2 separate regions of the Anser cygnoides genome follow, and region 2 is linked to region 1. A link is a contact called in public Hi-C data. All regions are on one chromosome and are shown on one strand. Each heading gives the region's core, a stretch centred on a gene start, on an enhancer-like site or on the middle of the called end of the contact. The rest is flanking DNA. Distances are from core to core; before and after follow the strand shown.

Region 1 (7,742 bases), core at 1,494-3,993:
AATATCCCTTTAGAGATGCCTATCATTGCGAAGGCGACAAGCTGCAGGCTGGCTCTGGCCCACATACCTTTGGCATGCCGCGTGCTTTAGATCATGAGCCCTGCAGAGGTCCACAGATGGTGCCCAGGAGTTGTGACGAGTACAGGGAAGCAGCAGGGGAGGAAGGGCATGGGCTGGGACATTTTCTTTTCTGGTGAGCTGACAAGTGCTGATATTTCGCCATCACCTCTTAACACACTATCTGGCTTGGGATAGGAGCCTTGTCTACAGAGTTCGTCCATTAACAATGTCCACAAGAAGTCCAGGTGTCGTCCTCCAAAATCTTTCAGCTGGGGGGACTGAACAGTTTTGTTTCAGCTATTTGGTCATGAATGAACTGTGTGGGACTGGGATAGAGCAAAAACTAGCAGGAGAGAGCAATCCTTATAGGGACAGATTTCATTTGGCTCGTGTGCCGCCTGTGAGACAGGGTTCACTGTAAAGAGGGCAGGAGAAACCTGCTGTTAAAAACTTGACCAGGAAAAAGAACTCGTTACTTAGTCTGTCATCTAGTTCAGTGAGTCACATGCTGTATCTCTAGAATGTCACCCCAAAGTAATTAACTTAGCATAATACATGTTTAACTGAAGTTTTGTTTCACATTAACAGCAACTCCAACTAGGCTTGCATGACAGTAAAGAGAAGGGGGCAATTGCCAACAGGTGCCTGAGAACAGAGCACTAATAACCCCGTTTGTATCCAAGATGTCTAGGAAAAAGTCAGAGCCTTTGTATTTGTATCAAGGGCTTATATTCCAAAAAGTGATAGAGATGTGATAAAGGGGACACCATGTTACATTGTATTGGCTAAAAAAAGCAGCAATCCAGGCTGAGGGCAAAGGATGGACACAGAGACAATGGGGGTGCCCTGAGCAGGATGGCTCCTTTCTGGGGACAACGTTCAAAAAACGGGATGATGCAGTGAGCTCCAACTCTCCAGCTTCAGAGACAAAGACTGTCCTGAGGGTGTCTGGATAAACACAGCTAAGCTATCAAGATGCTTTATCTCCTCAGAGGGAGGGAGTCCAAATGCTGCAGTGTTGCAGGCAGCCAGAATAACATGTGCTGTGTGACGTGAAATATTTAAGCACACATGGGCTTTGTGGTGTCTCCTGCCAATCTGCAGAGTATCAGTGACTTGTACTGCAAGGAGCTGGGTTAAGGAGACGACTTCCTTGCATAACCTACAGCCGTCCTACAAGGGGCATGTGGCTAAAAGGCCCAATTTGGCTACGGGGAAACCCTGAAGTGTCTCTCTGTCCCTTCCAAAAAGATAAAAGTATCTGCCCCATCCCCACCTTCCACTGAGTCCTGGTCCTTCTCCTCCAGCTGTACACCTGAGGAAACAGAAATGTCTGGGCTGTGCAGAGCAGTGGCTGTGACAGGGAGGAGTACAGCAGGTTGGGGCTGTGTCCTGTGCTGGGTCCCTGCCCTTCCCTCTGGATGACTTCTCCCCCACGCACAGAGGTGACTCCCGGCTCGGCAGCCATCCAGCTGCCTCCGGTGATGCACATGTGCCCGCTTGACTCTCTCCTGGAAAACCTCACGCCTTCTTTAAGGGTTGCTCACACCCATCCATATACATACACATGTAAACAACATGATACCGCATTAACACAGTCAAGACCTATGATAATGGCAAAGAAACATGAAAGCTTCTCCCCTCTGCTTTGTTTTTCTAGTTTGAAAGGGAGGGATGCAGGTCCTTCTGTGGGACGGGAGCGGGGTAGGCGCTGCTGCTGCCCACCTAGCGGCCCTGCTCCAGCACCGCCCGGCCCAGCGCTGGCACGGCAGCTGCACTGCAACTGCTGGCGTGCCAGCAGCAGCTTCAGGACACTTCTGACCTGGGGTGGTGTTTGGTGTCCCTGGTAATCGTTGCTTCCTTACACAAAGCAAACACAAAGCCCTGCTGCACCAGCACGATCACCTGCTGTGGTTTACCCAGGGGGAAAGGAGTGGGTCCCACGGCCCGGCTGATGCAAGAAGAGCGCCGCACGCTGCTCCGTGCCATTTGGGGAGATTAGTGACATCCAAAGTCTTTCACAGCGTGCGTCAGCCCAGCTTTCCTCTCCCATATGTGCACACCCCACCCTAAACATGGGAACCGTCTCCCTGCCGCAGTAGCTGGGGGCCTTGAAGCCCACAGCAGAGGGGTGCTGAGCCCTCTCCCTGGGGCAAACCAGGGGGTGGCTGGAAGGGGCTGGCCTGGGCAGGAAAGCCAGGGGAGGCGATCACCCCCTGAAGGTGAGCAGGCACCAGTTCATGGCTCCTTCTCCTCACAGCACCGAGATCTGCTGAAGCAGGAGGAGGTAGCTGCCATTTGCAGAGCAGACAGGATTTGGTCGCCCTGTTTCGGGCAGGACCAGCTGCCGCAGCCGTGACCCTGCCACGGAAACCTGAGCCCGCCAGCAGTTGTGCTGGGGAGGGCTGAGCTCTCACGTTTCTGTTTTGTTTTGGAGCCTCCGATAAGTAGTGGGCTTGCTTTTTTTTTTTCTTTCCTTTCCTTTCTTTTCTTTCCCTCCCTCACCCTCCCTCTCTCTCTCCTTTTTTTTTTTTCCTGAACGTATTTCCACAGCCTCAAGGAAGGAATTTAAAAAAAAAAAAAAAAAAAAGGGTTCTGGAATGGGAACAAGTATGTTTCAAATTACAGAAAGGATGTTAAAGGTTCAAGAATTTGCGATCTGACTCCGCCTGTGTCTGTCTCCACCCCCCCAGAGAGCAGCTCGCCTTGTGGCTTTTCCACCGCGCTGCGCCCCGCTGGGGCCGCGCTGCGGGGGCCGGGGGCGGCGGGGGCCTGCGGCGGGCAGCGGCCCCACGGCGGGGCGGGGGCCCTGTCGGGACCGGGGCCCAGTCGGGACCGGGTCCCTGTCGGGACAGCGGCCTTCGAAGCCTGCGCCATGCCTGGCCGCCGCCCCCGGGCCTGAGGCACCCTCAGCAGCCTGCTGCCTGGCGGCATTTCCGAGGGGTTCAGAGCAGCTTTCCTCAGCGCACAGTTTGTTTTCGTCGTTTTATTTATTTATTTATTTTTGTCTCAGGGTGTGTGTGCGGGACTTTTTTCCTTCCAGCGGCTGGGCTCCATCCCGGGAACGTGCTGGGCAGCCACTGCTGAGGGCGCAGCGCCCTCTGCTCGGTGGAAGCGGGGGAAGAGCCGGCGAGGTGCCCGCGGCGCGGGGCCGCAGCCTGCGCCTGCACTGCCACAGCATCGGCACCGCCGGGGCCGAGCCCCGAGGCCTGGGGAGGCCTGGGGGCTACACCGTGTGCTGCACAGCAGCGGTAAGGCTCTGATCGTAAAGTCGTGGAGTGGTCTGGGTTGGAAGGGACCTTAAAGATCATCCAGTTCCAGCCGCCACCTCCCACCAGACCAGGTTGCCCAAGGCCCCATCCAGCCTGGCCTTGAGCACCTCCAGGGATGGGACATCCACAGCTTCTGTGGGCAGCCTGTGCCAGTGCCTCACCACCCCCTGAGTGAAGAATTTCGTCCTAACATCCAATCTAAATCTACCCTTTTTTAGTTCAAAACCCTCACTCCTTGTCCTATCGCTCCATTCCCTGACAAAGAGTCCCTCCACAGCTTTCCTGTAGGCCACCTTTACGTTCTGGAAGGCCACAATGAGGTGCCCCCAAAGCCTTTGCTTCTCCAGGCTGAACAACTCCAGCTCTCTCAGCCTGTCTTCATAGGAGAAGTGCTCTAGCCCCTTGATCATCCTCATGGCCCTCCTCTGATCCCATTCTAACAGGTCCATGTCTTTCTTATTCTGAGGGCCCCAGAGCTGAAGGCAGTGCTCCAGGTGGTGTCTCACAAGAGCAGAGCAGAGGGGGAGAATCACCTCCCTTGCCCAGCAGGCCATGCTTTTCATGCAGCCCAGGATACTGTTGACTTTCTGGGCTGCAAGTGCACGTTGCCGGCTAATGTCGAGCTTCTCGGCAACCAACAGCCCCAGGTCCTTCTCCTCAGGGCTGCTCCCAATCCATTCTCTGCCCAGCTTGTATTTGTGCTTGGAATTGCCCCAGCTCAGAGCAGGACCTTGCACTTGTCTTGTTGAACCTCAGGAGGTTCGCACAGGCCCACCTCTCAAGCCTGTCCAGGTCCATCTGGATGGCATCCCTTCCCTCCAGCGTGTCGACTGCACCACACAGCTTGGGGTCATCGGCAAACTTGCTGAGGGTGCACTCAATCCCACTGTCCGTGTCACTGACAAAGATGTTAAACAGCTGATCCCAGTACCCTGCTTGTATTTCTCGGCACATGTGTACCTGATGTAACCACCTCCATCATCTCTTCAGATTTGTAAAGTTGCTGATATATCCAGATGAGGATTTACTCTTTGAGTAGACAGGGAACTTAAGCATCTCAGCCACACTGCCCATTGCAGTGTACACTGCATACTTCCAGTCCTGTGATGCTGGATTTTGTGCACAGCTGCAGGACACACCTTTGCACAAGGCTTATGTCCACTGATAAATGCAGAACATCTTTTGATATTATATGGATGGGAGGCCTTTGGAACAAAGAACTATTGATGCAAGCTTAAAGATGAAGACTGATATCAGTGTACACACTTCTGCAGCCTGTGAGATTTCTTCTTTGAAAGTAAAGCCAAAACCCTTTTGGCCAGTTCAGCTAGACAGATCAAAGATCTTCAACATGAACAAGCTGAGATAACTGCATATAGCATTAGATTTTATAGTTACTCTGAGATTTCTAGAGATTCTTATTAGCAGTGTCTTTTTTAATGCAATGCTGTGTTGTCATAGGTGTTTCAGCGGCACTAGGAAATCAATCCAAATTGGGCCTCATTCTGCTAGGTGAGATCTGTAACAGAAATATGATTTTCCCTGTGAGATCCAGAGGTTCATCTAAACTAGCTAGCACATTAAATACTGTGGTGTGCATGCTGTGTTTTCAAAACGTTACTTAATGGTAGTTATTTGCTTTCTAATATCAAAGAGATCTGAAAATGTTACTCAGCTGTGTCACTCTCTCAGCCCATGTAATATGCAGAGATTTTGTTTTGCCAGCTTTCCACACTGCCCAATTTTGTGCTGGCAGGCTGAATTCCTGAAGTATGTTAGATGAGTCTCAAAGCTGCCTTAATTTATGGCAGCCAAAACATTTCCTTCTGCACCATTTCACAGGTGTGGGATCAACCGAGCAATTCATGTTCCACTCTTGGACCATCCCTGCTCAGCACCTACCTCAGTTCATCCCTGAAATGCCAGCATGGGGACAAATGCTTCCACCAAGCTTAAAAAAGCTTTATTGATCCAAGAGTGTTCAGAGAGACTCTGCAACAATATGAACTGCAACCACATCCCTCCCCTGCACTGCTTGCTTGCATGTGAATTTGGAGAATTAAAATTTTCACTGGCACTTCCATTTTTTTGCTATTTTAGTTGCATCAAGCCACACAAAAGGACATAAGGTTTCACCTAGATCCTCCACAGAGATTCACTCTCTTTTGATTTTGTGCATTTGGTGAAGTAGATAATTTTAACTTATCAAACCCTTCTGGAGCTAGAAATTTCGGCACAAATTCTTCACCTCTCTCTGCATGAAAGAAGCCATCCAATCTCCCTGTAGGTTTTCTGTGGTGTAAAGGTACAACCTAGCTGTCACATCACTGTTGAATCTGGAGTTTAAGTGGACACTTGAATAAATAAAAGTCACATCTGCCGCAGGCCAGTACCCATCTATATTTGATTATGCTGTTTTCTTACAGAAGAGCGTGTTTTTGATGCCTGTTGCTAATCTAGAATCTTAAGGGTGATAATTGGACAAATCAGTTTAGTTGGGCAGCCAGTTCTGTGCAAACCTAAGCAGAATAGTAATGCATGACTAATACACAACAGCACTGTGCATGAGATAAAGATTCATGTGTAACATATGCAAGACAAACCCAAGATGCTGTAGGAATAAAAGATGAAGATATTTCCCAGTGTATACGTGCTACCCCCCCCCCCCCCCCCCCCCCCCCCCAGAAGTGCACCCTTGAGCTGCAGAACAAACACAGTGCTCTCTGGACAGTGGAGCACTGCCCTCTCTCTCTGCTGTCAGGTACCCAGAAAGCCAATCTTAGTCTTTTTTTTTTCCACACAAGTCTAGAAACGGTGAGAAACTTCTCACCTCTGATCCAGCTTAACTGACTCATAGAGCATCTGCGTGCTGATAAGCTAAGAGGTTCATTTTGGAAGAAGATCTGGGATCTTGTAAATCATCTTCTCTGTGAGGTAACAGTGGTTGCCGGTCATGAAAAACAAAAACAAAACCAGAAAACCACTAATTTTTGTACAAATACAAAATCGGTGGCTGGTCCCAAACATGCTGATAGCCCCCAGCCTTAATTCTCAGCCTGCACATTTTGATGTTTGCAATGCATGCGTCTGAGGCTGAAAAAGAGACTCAAAATGGGAGTTCTTGGGGCTGGGGGGGGAAAGAACGACATAGATATTTCACGCTGACAGTGAATTGTGACTACCTGGTGAACAAGCTTGGTGCCGCTGGAGAAGGGCTCAAAAATGACCTGTGAGTTTTAAAGAGCAGCCCTTCCAGAATTGATGGGCAAGTGCCCTCGGGCCTGTGGACACCTGCAGCACCTCAGTGGGGCCGAGAGGGCCCCAAACCGTCCTGCAGCAGGGACGCCTCCCCGTGCACGCCCCAAATGTGGGCACCAAGAGATGCCAGGGCATGATATTTAGCATTGTTTTTTTTAGGAAAGAAGCCAGGGAGCGGTTTTAAGGAGGGGGGCTGAAAATGGACTCCGGGCACGGCCGCTGGGTGTCGGGGCCCGGTGCCTGCAGGGAGGGGAGGCCCCGGGCCGCGCTCCCCGCTCCAGCGCTGGTGCTGAGGGGACATCTGGTGGCCAGCGCGGGCAGGCGCAAAGCCCTGCAGCAGGAGTGGCCGTGCCTGCCGCAGGAGTGGTGTCCTCGCAGCTCTTCCTTAGGAATAAGTAAGTGCTCTCGATTGTAAAATGGCAGGCGTGCCGCCCCTCTCCGTGCTTTTCACGTAGAAAAGGGTGGGCTCCACGGTGGGCCTTGGTATTCAGGAGTAAGATCCTGCAGGTCTGGGGTATGGTTCTGTGAAAACACGCCTCAGTGCCTAGTAACAGCTGAGGAAAGCTAATAAAATGCTAGTAATGATTGGGAAAGGAAAAGAGAACAATAACAACAAACCCCACAGTGCTATGTCCGTGCAGACTCCCCAGTGTCTTGAATGCTTTTTGCATTTCTGATTCTGATTCCCATATATTCCATCTGGGAGTCGTTCAGAGAAGGGAAACAAGGACCATCAGAGTCTGTCCTATGAGGAATGATAGAGTGGGTGGCATTCTTCAGCTTGGAAGAAAGACAAATGTGTGTGTGTGTGTGTGTGTGTACAAGAAATGTCCATAGACTTGTGAGTAGCTAGGGGATTGTCACAGACGTCAGAGGACAGAGACTTGCTGGGGTAATGAGTTAAAGCCTAGCACTCAGTCGTGTATTGAAGATGACTACTGAGCAGCCATAGCAGCACCCTCACGTCAACAGTCAGGCTGACTTCTCAGGAGACACTGGAGCCACCTGAACTCTAACTGGAAGATTTTTTTCCAGTTGGGAATTGATAAAATGAATCATAGAATGGTTGGAAGGGACCTTAAAGATCATCTAGTGAATGGATGGAGAGTGAAAAGGCCGTAATGAATGGGTAGTGAAAGGAATCCTTCTTTT
Region 2 (7,742 bases), core at 2,896-5,395, 100 kb before region 1:
GGGAGGGGGGAGCCTGTCTTGCTGGTAACTAAGCTAATGTTTGGCAGATTCTTAACTGTCACGAAAGTGCAAGTGGCTCTCAGTGGGAATAGCTTTAAAAAAATGTACCGATTCAGTTGATTCATTATTGTTGATTGTTTACTACGTCCACAGGATGTAAGATGAAAACAGTCCAGGGATAAAGTAAAAATAACAACAGCGGAGGACCCAGCCTCTACGTATCCAGGCACAAAATGCGCTACCCAGTCCTTAGTCCCTCGTGGAGCAAGCAAAATTAATTATAGGTGTCTTATTTTGCACTGTAAGATTTGGCAAAGGTTAACATACAGAAATCTGGGCTCATAGACAGGTTTTAAAACCATAGAGACAGCTGTATGAAAATCCATTTGGGCTGGGTCTCAAGGAGAAGCCGTAACTGCGTTCTGGGGCAAAAATGGGGCATTTGGGTGGCTGTGGGGTTGCGAAGTTACCTCGGTGTGCAGCCGCAGGGGGCAGGCACGCCGGGAAGAGTGGAAAGCAAAATTGTGGCAACAGCCACAGCAAAACTGGATGGTATGGCAGGCAGCGTCCTCTGAGAAATGTGTTGGTGCTGCAGAGTGAAGGGAGAATGACAAATGAGGGAGGGAGGGAGGGAGGGAGGAAGGAAGGAAGGAAGGAAGGAAGGAAGGAAGGAAGGAAGGAGAAGGGAGAGAGGAAGGAAGGAAGGAAGGAGAAGGGAGAGAGGAAGGAAGGGAGGGAGGACAGGAGGAAGGAAGGAGGGAGGGAGGAAAGAAGGAAGGAGGAATTCCTAGGTAGGCAAGCGATAGGCTCTGTGTATGTCAACAAGGCTCACTACCTGAAGAATGGTAGGAAAAAACAGAATTATAATGAGACGAGACCTGAAACGATAAACAGAAACACGTAATTACACTCCTATTCTTTGTAACTAGGTGTTTTGACACTTGCTGGCAGCTCCTAGTAGAAGACAATGTTGTTTAACTTTTAATTTGACAAAATTCTGCAACTCCTTCCTGAAGTGTTTGTGTTTTCATTTGCTGAACACACTCCCTTTACCACCAAGTGCTCTGCTCATTGCTAATCTCTACGTTGTTTTGAAGCCAGTAATTTGATTGTGACGGATTTTATTTTATTTGCTGTACTGAGGTAAATCCATGTAAATCACACTCTTGGGAGTGCTCTTCCCTTCTGGTTCTTGCATTTTTTTCCAGCCGTAGCTGCTGTTCTGACCGCTGAGGAAGGAGCCATTTCTGTAGGTGAGCGCATCCAGACGGACCAGCTGCTGTGCCCGCTGCCCCCATCAGCGCCACGGCTTCACAAGGCGAGCAGGAAGGAGTTAAGCTGGGAGCATTTAGGGCAAGACCCCAACTGCCCAGATCATGGGCTCCTAATTATTTCTGCTTGCACACTTTAGGGCTGTCCTATATTCCGCGTAATTAACACTGGGCTGCTGATCGATAGCCAGCAATACTCTCGCATCGAGGTCAATGGCAATCCCAGCGTTTTGGGACGCTCGTGCGCGGTGGCACGGAGCAGAGCCTGGCAGACCTGGGGTTTAGTCAGGCACATGGATTTTGGCCCTTCTTCCTTCATGGTGCATTGCACCCTCTGCTAGTTGCACTACGAGAGGTGCTGGCTGGCTTACACGCTCCGTGTTTCCTATGATCATTCTGACTCCTTTGGTTAAATTGAAGCCTCACCTGATGTTCTATCATTACGCAGATGTGTGTGCCCGTGTAGTTTGTAATAAAGCGGGTAAGAGGAATCAAGGGAAGGGGATTATTGGATGGCACTCTTTATCCTAGCACTGAAAGGAAGGAGTTAGTAGATGTCACTTCTGATAGTGAAAATTAGATTCCCGGTCCATTGGGACTCCAGGCAGGTCGTAAACTTTGGGCACTCCACGCAGGATCGCCATCCAAAGTGCTGACTCGCCTTTCTGTGCAAAAAGCAATACGTATGCATCAATTGTTCGCTGCTCCAGCTCCATCTCTCCTTGCGCTCCCCTCCCTCTTATTAAACAAGCTACTGTCTTTTTTTTTTTTCTTTTTCTCCCCCCCCCCATGCTATTTTTTGTTTGCCTGCTTCTTTCTTTCATTTAGCCAGATCAGGCACCTGAATGGCTTCATTGTTTGGGCTTCCTCTTTCCCTCCTCCAAACGTAATTTTAATTCCTGGATTATTTCAAAGCTAAATCAACACCAGCCACGTTCGGTGTAAATCCAGCGAGACTGATCTGGATTGCCCCTGCCCCGCCGCTGGCATGGTGAAGGACGGGGAAGAGGGAAGGTGAGCAGCGGAGCACGCCGCTACCCCGCAGGAACAGTGCTGCCGTGGGTTTTAGCTCCGTCACGTTGCCACCGTTCAATCTATTTTCCCCTAACAGATGAGATTGATCCTGACAACTCGTTCCCTGTGAAGGTGCCACGGCATGGCATTTATTTGCATTTACATTGCAGTTCTCTTCATCAATCAGCTTGCAGAGATCGCCGCCGCTGCTAGCCGTATTGTTGCTATGCTGACACTTCAGCCTTAAGTGCTGCTTGCGTAATGGCACGGTACGTGCCCAGGACCAAAGTTTAAATCGAGGTTTAATCATTACGGAAAAACAAACATATTTCCACGACTGTGTATCCTGCAAGTAAAAGTAAAGGCAGTTTGGTCGGGTCACAGATGCTAATCTCTGCTCTTTTTCTATTCACAAACTATAAAGGGAGTTGACAGCACCTGTAAATGGTTTGCTGAGGCTAGATTATATCTAAGGTGATTATTATTTACACCCACTATAAAGACTGCTCTTGTGAGCCAAGAAGTCTGTTCCTGTGAGGTGAGTGTTACCAAAAAAGGGCTTTCTTGCAGGAGGATTCAGTGGAGCGAGGAGCCAGCGTGAGGGGCGGCCGGAGCACACAGAGCTCCTTGTCGTTTGCTGGGTTTGTGCAACCCGCGGACTGAAACGCAGGTGGGATGGGATGTTGTGCGACCCCGCACTCCCGGCGCTCAGGACGAAGCCCCGGCTCTCGCAACCCGAGTTTTTAGAGCAGGGCTGTCCTTTTCCACAGCCCACTTCTGCTTCTCCCATGAAGCTCAACGCAGGGCAGTGAGAGGAGTTGACCTTCCCCTGTGGACCACAGCGAGCATGTGCCTGCTTGGTCAGGTCAAGCCACCCGGCGCAGAAATCCTGCAGCCGCGGCTAGGTCGCTGTGGCTGGAAGCGAAGGCGTTTCCTTGGCCAGCCTTCACCTGGCCAGAGGCGCCTCCGTGATGCCCGCAGCCGGGGTGTCGCTGCGAAATCCCCCTCCTTCGCTCCTCTTCCTCACCCACGGCGGGCCCTCGGCTAACTCCGAGCATTGTCTCTCCCTGCTCGCTGCTTCCCCAAGCCTCCCGCAAGAGTAAACGGCTTTCTCAGGGCCGGTCTCTGAGCTGCGCCGTAGCAGCGCCTGCCCCTCTACCACCTCGCCGCGCGCCTCTCACCGCCCTCCCCTCAAAGCCCTCGGGGTTTTACAACCCACCGAGGCCGGCCCGGCCCGCGGGGGTGCTGCGGGGCCCCGCCGGCCCCTGCCCGGCCGCCACCGCCGGAGCGCCCCGGGGGGCGCCGCGGCCGGCAGCGGAGGCGCGGCGCAGCCGCTACGGCGGGGAGGCGGCGGCGGCGCGCGCAGGGCGTGCACGGCGCGCGCGGCCCCGTGCCAGCTCGGGGGCGCGCCCGTGACGCAACGGCAGCCCCGTGCCAGGCCGGGCCGCCCCGCAGGGCGGCGGCTGCGGCTGGGGGGGGGGGGGGGGGAGGGGGAGGAGGAGGAGGAAGGCTGCGCCTTTTGTTTTTGGAGCGGGGCTGCCGGGGGGGGGGGGTTAAAGGAGCCATTTAAAAGGGGGGGGGGGAAGCCGTGTGCGCGCACAGCGCCGGGGAAACCCTGTGTCCCCCCGCCGCTCAGACAGACCCCGCCCGGCCGGGGGGGGACACCCCCCCCCCCCACACACACACAGAGGCACGCCGGCGGGGCCGTGCACGTGCTGCCCCGGCGCGGAGAGGCGGGGGCGCGCACGGCGGGCACGCGCCCCGCGCAACAAGTGGGCCGGGGGGAAGGGAGCGGGGGGCGGGCGCTCGGCGCTGACGCGGGGGCCCCGCCCGGGTGCAGCCGAGCCGGGAGAGCGGCGGGGAGGAGGAGGAGGAGGAGGAGGAGGAGGAAGAAGGGGGGAGGAGGGCGGCGCGGGGGGAGCGCGGCGCGGAGGAGGGGGCGCGCAGGCACACGCGGCGGCGCGCAGCAGCAGCACCCCGCGCTCGGACCGCGAGCAGCGGCGAGGATGTGAGTGCGGAGCAGGCGGCGCCGCCCGGCACGCTGCTGCCGCCGCTGCCCCCCGGCCGCCCCCGCCCCGGGTCGGCGCTCGGACCAGGAGGAGCCGCCCGAGCAGCCGCAGCGCTCGGCAGCCGGCGGACCGCGAGCTCGCCGGGCAGCCGCGGCGGGTGGAAGGTGACCCCCCCCCGCCTCCCTCCGCCTCCTCCCGGAGGAGGAGCAGCGGCGGCGGAGAGCTAGAGAGCGCAGGGAAGCAGCCGCGGCTGGAAGGCGCCCCCCAGCCCAGCCCAACCCAGCCCCCCGGAGGAGCCGGCCGAGCCCTTCCCCAGCCCGGCGGCGGGACCCGGCGGGAGAAGCCGACCGAGGCGGCGGCGGGAGCCGGTTCGGAGCGGGCGAGCCCCCCGCCGCCCCCCCCTCCGTCCCTTCCAGCGCCGCCAGGGGCACCGGGAGCAGGTACGGAGCCCCCCCCCCCGCCGCAGCCCGGGGGGGACGAGCGAGCCAGCCCCTTCGCCGGCGGCAGCGGCAGCAGCGCCCCGGCCAGCGGCACCATGTCCGCCGCGCAGGTGTCGTCGTCCCGGCGGCAGTCGTGCTACCTGTGCGACCTGCCCCGCATGCCCTGGGCCATGATCTGGGACTTCACCGAGCCCGTGTGCCGGGGCTGCGTCAACTACGAGGGCGCCGACCGCATCGAGTTCGTCATCGAGACGGCCCGGCAGCTGAAGCGGGCGCACGGCTGCTTCCAGGACGGCCGCTCCCCGGGGCCCCCGCCGCCGGTCGGCGTCAAGGCAGTGCCCCTCTCCGCCAAGGAAGCGGCGGCGGCGGCGGCGGCGGCCCAGCAGCAGCTCAACCATGTGGACGCCTCCTCCAAGGCGGCCTCGGCGGGGCTCGCCCAGTCCAGCCTGGATCGCTACGGGCTCAGCGCCGCGGCGGCCGAGCAGCGCAGCCGCTTCGAGTACCCGCCGCCGCCCGGCAGCCTGGGCGGCAGCCACGGAGCCCGCCTGCCCAACGGGCTGGGGGGCCCCAACGGCTTCCCCAAGCCGCCCGAGGACGGGCCCCCGGAGCTCAACCGGCAGAGCCCCAACTCCTCGTCGTCCTCCTCCTCCTCCCGCCGCGGCACGCACGGCGGGCTGGTGTCCGGCCTGCCCCCGGGGGCTGCCGGCGCCCAGCTGAACGTGCCTCCCAACCTGCTGCCACAGACCCTGCTCAACGGGCCCGCCGCCTCCGGCGTGGCGCTGCCCCCACCGCACGGGGGTCTGGGTGGCCGTGGCGGCGGCGGGCCCCCGGCCCCCTCTGCTTCCTCCCAGGGGGGCACCTGCGGCGGTGGCAGCAGCGGTGCTGGGGGCAGCGGCGGCTCCTCGTCGGAGGCCTGCGGCAAGCGGCCGGGCTCGGTGTCCAGCAGTGACCAAGAGCGGGAGCTGAAGGAGAAGCAGCGCAACGCCGAGGCGCTGGCCGAGCTGAGCGAGAGCCTGCGGAACCGGGCCGAGGAGTGGGCCAGCAAGCCCAAGATCGTGCGGGACACGCTGCTGACGCTGGCCGGCTGCACCCCCTACGAGGTGCGCTTCAAGAAGGATCACGCCCTGCTCGGCCGCGTCTTTGCCTTCGACGCCGTCTCCAAGCCGGGCATGGACTATGAGCTGAAGCTCTTCATCGAGTACCCCAGCGGCTCCGGCACCGTCTTCTCCAGCGCCTCTGGCGTGGCCAAGCAGATGTACCAGGACTGCATGAAGGACTTCGGCCGCGGCCTCTCCTCGGGCTTCAAGTACCTGGAGTATGAGAAGAAGCACGGCTCTGGAGACTGGCGGCTGTTGGGGGACCTGCTGCCCGAGTCGGTGCGCTTCTTCAAGGAGCTGGTGGGTGCGGACATGCTGCCACAGCCCTACCTGGACGCCAGCTGCCCCATGCTGCCCACGGCCCTGGTAAGCCTTCCGCGACCCGGGGCTGGGGCTGGCGGGGCTCAGGGCACAGCCGCCGCCTCCAGGGGCCCAGGCGGAGGTGGTGGTGGCGGTGGCGGGGCCATGCGCAAGAGGAAGGCGTCTCCTGAGCCCTCGGACTCGGCCGAGGGGGCCCTGAAGCTGAGCGACGAGCAGCAGCGGCAGCAGTGGATGGCCAGCCAGAGCGAAGCGCTCAAGCTCACCATGTCGGCCGGGGGCTTCGGGGCGGTGCACGGCGGGGGCCCCCCGCCGCCACCGCCGCCGCCCCTCGGGCCCCACTCCAACCGGACCACGCCGCCCGAGTCCGCCCCCCAGAACGGACAGTCCCCCATGGCCGCGCTCATGTCGGTGGCCGACACGCTGGGCAATGCCCACTCGCCCAAGGACGGCAGCTCGGTGCACTCCACCACGTCCACCCGCAGGAACAGCAGCAGCCCCGTGTCGCCGGCCTCCGTGCCGGGCCAGCGCCGCCTGGCTTCCCGCAACGGGGACATGAACCTGCAAGTGGCCCCTCCTCCCCCCAGCGCCCACCCCGCCATGGACCAAGTGCACCCCCAAAACATTCCGGACTCCCCCATGGCCAACAGCGGGCCCCTGTGCTGCACCATTTGCCACGAACGCTTGGAGGACACCCACTTTGTTCAGTGCCCCTCTGTGCCCAGCCACAAGTTCTGCTTCCCTTGTTCCAGAGAGAGCATCAAGGCCCAAGGGGCGACGGGCGAGGTCTACTGCCCCAGCGGAGAGAAATGCCCCCTGGTAGGTTCCAATGTGCCTTGGGCCTTCATGCAGGGCGAGATCGCTACCATTTTAGCTGGGGACGTTAAAGTGAAAAAGGAGAGAGACCCTTGAATAGGAAATCCAATCCCTTCAGACTCCTGAAGATGTAGAATTGTGAATATAACAAACTGCAAAAGTTAGTCTTATGTATAGACATTATTTTCGTCGTATGTTTCTATATTTTGAAACAAAGGTATGTACTCTTCTTCATTTGAAGGATAGAGCTGGTTTTTGTTAAACAGAATATAATATTGTTTGGTTACTACATAATACCTGTTCTCATTTCTTTGGCAGTGTGTTGGCTAGGTACAAAGTTAATAGCCCTTAGCGATTACCTGCTGCTGGTGTGTATTTTTGTAAATGTATGCACTTCTCTGAAAGAAGAAGAAAAACACAAAAAAAAATACAAAAAAAATTTTTTTTTTGCCAAGGCCAGTGTTGATGCCTAAAAAATTGCTACAAAAAATGGTGACAGCTTATGTTTTACAAGCCCTGAGTGTTAGTCTCTCACTTTATTTTTTTTGTTTTCGTTTTTTGTTTGCAAAACGGTGGGGTGGCTCTGGGGGGAGGGTGTTTTTTGTTGCAAGTTTGTAAGGAAAATGTTTCAGTTTGTTTCTATTGATCTGAACGTTTTTAATCTTCATGTGTTTTTTGTTTTTGCTTTTATTGATGCACGGATGCTTTTGAACAGTAGAGCAAAATGCTGTACATGAGAAACATGCTCTGTTTGTCCTTTATACATTTCTGTAGTTA

What was found. Hi-C and Micro-C count contacts between places; a contact is called where the count stands out from the background.
Region 2: a Hi-C map of granulosa cells shows a contact between it and region 1, with 1.9 times the contacts expected there. The contact joins the promoter of IRF2BPL here to the enhancer-like site in region 1. A contact is called at or near these places in 2 of 7 Hi-C or Micro-C datasets (granulosa cells and liver).

The regions. Positions count from the first base shown.
Region 1 is chr5:43,402,287-43,410,028 of Taihu_goose_T2T_genome, reverse strand. No RefSeq gene overlaps it. Among named protein-coding and RNA genes, the nearest start is that of LRRC74A, 24 kb to the right of the region's middle. Within about 2 kb of position 2,743, at least 2 of the 3 cell types and tissues checked have open chromatin away from gene starts, as enhancers often do. A contact at or near this core is called in liver, where this site is marked.
Region 2 is chr5:43,503,368-43,511,109 of Taihu_goose_T2T_genome, reverse strand. It overlaps IRF2BPL (interferon regulatory factor 2 binding protein like), which reads left to right and starts at 4,145. Exons shown (of 1, transcript XM_048059771.2): 1 at 4,145-7,742. The coding sequence starts at 4,830. The coding sequence ends at 7,061. LOC106038829 (a long non-coding RNA gene) reads left to right here. Exons shown (of 2, transcript XR_010831890.1): 2 at 1,209-2,632.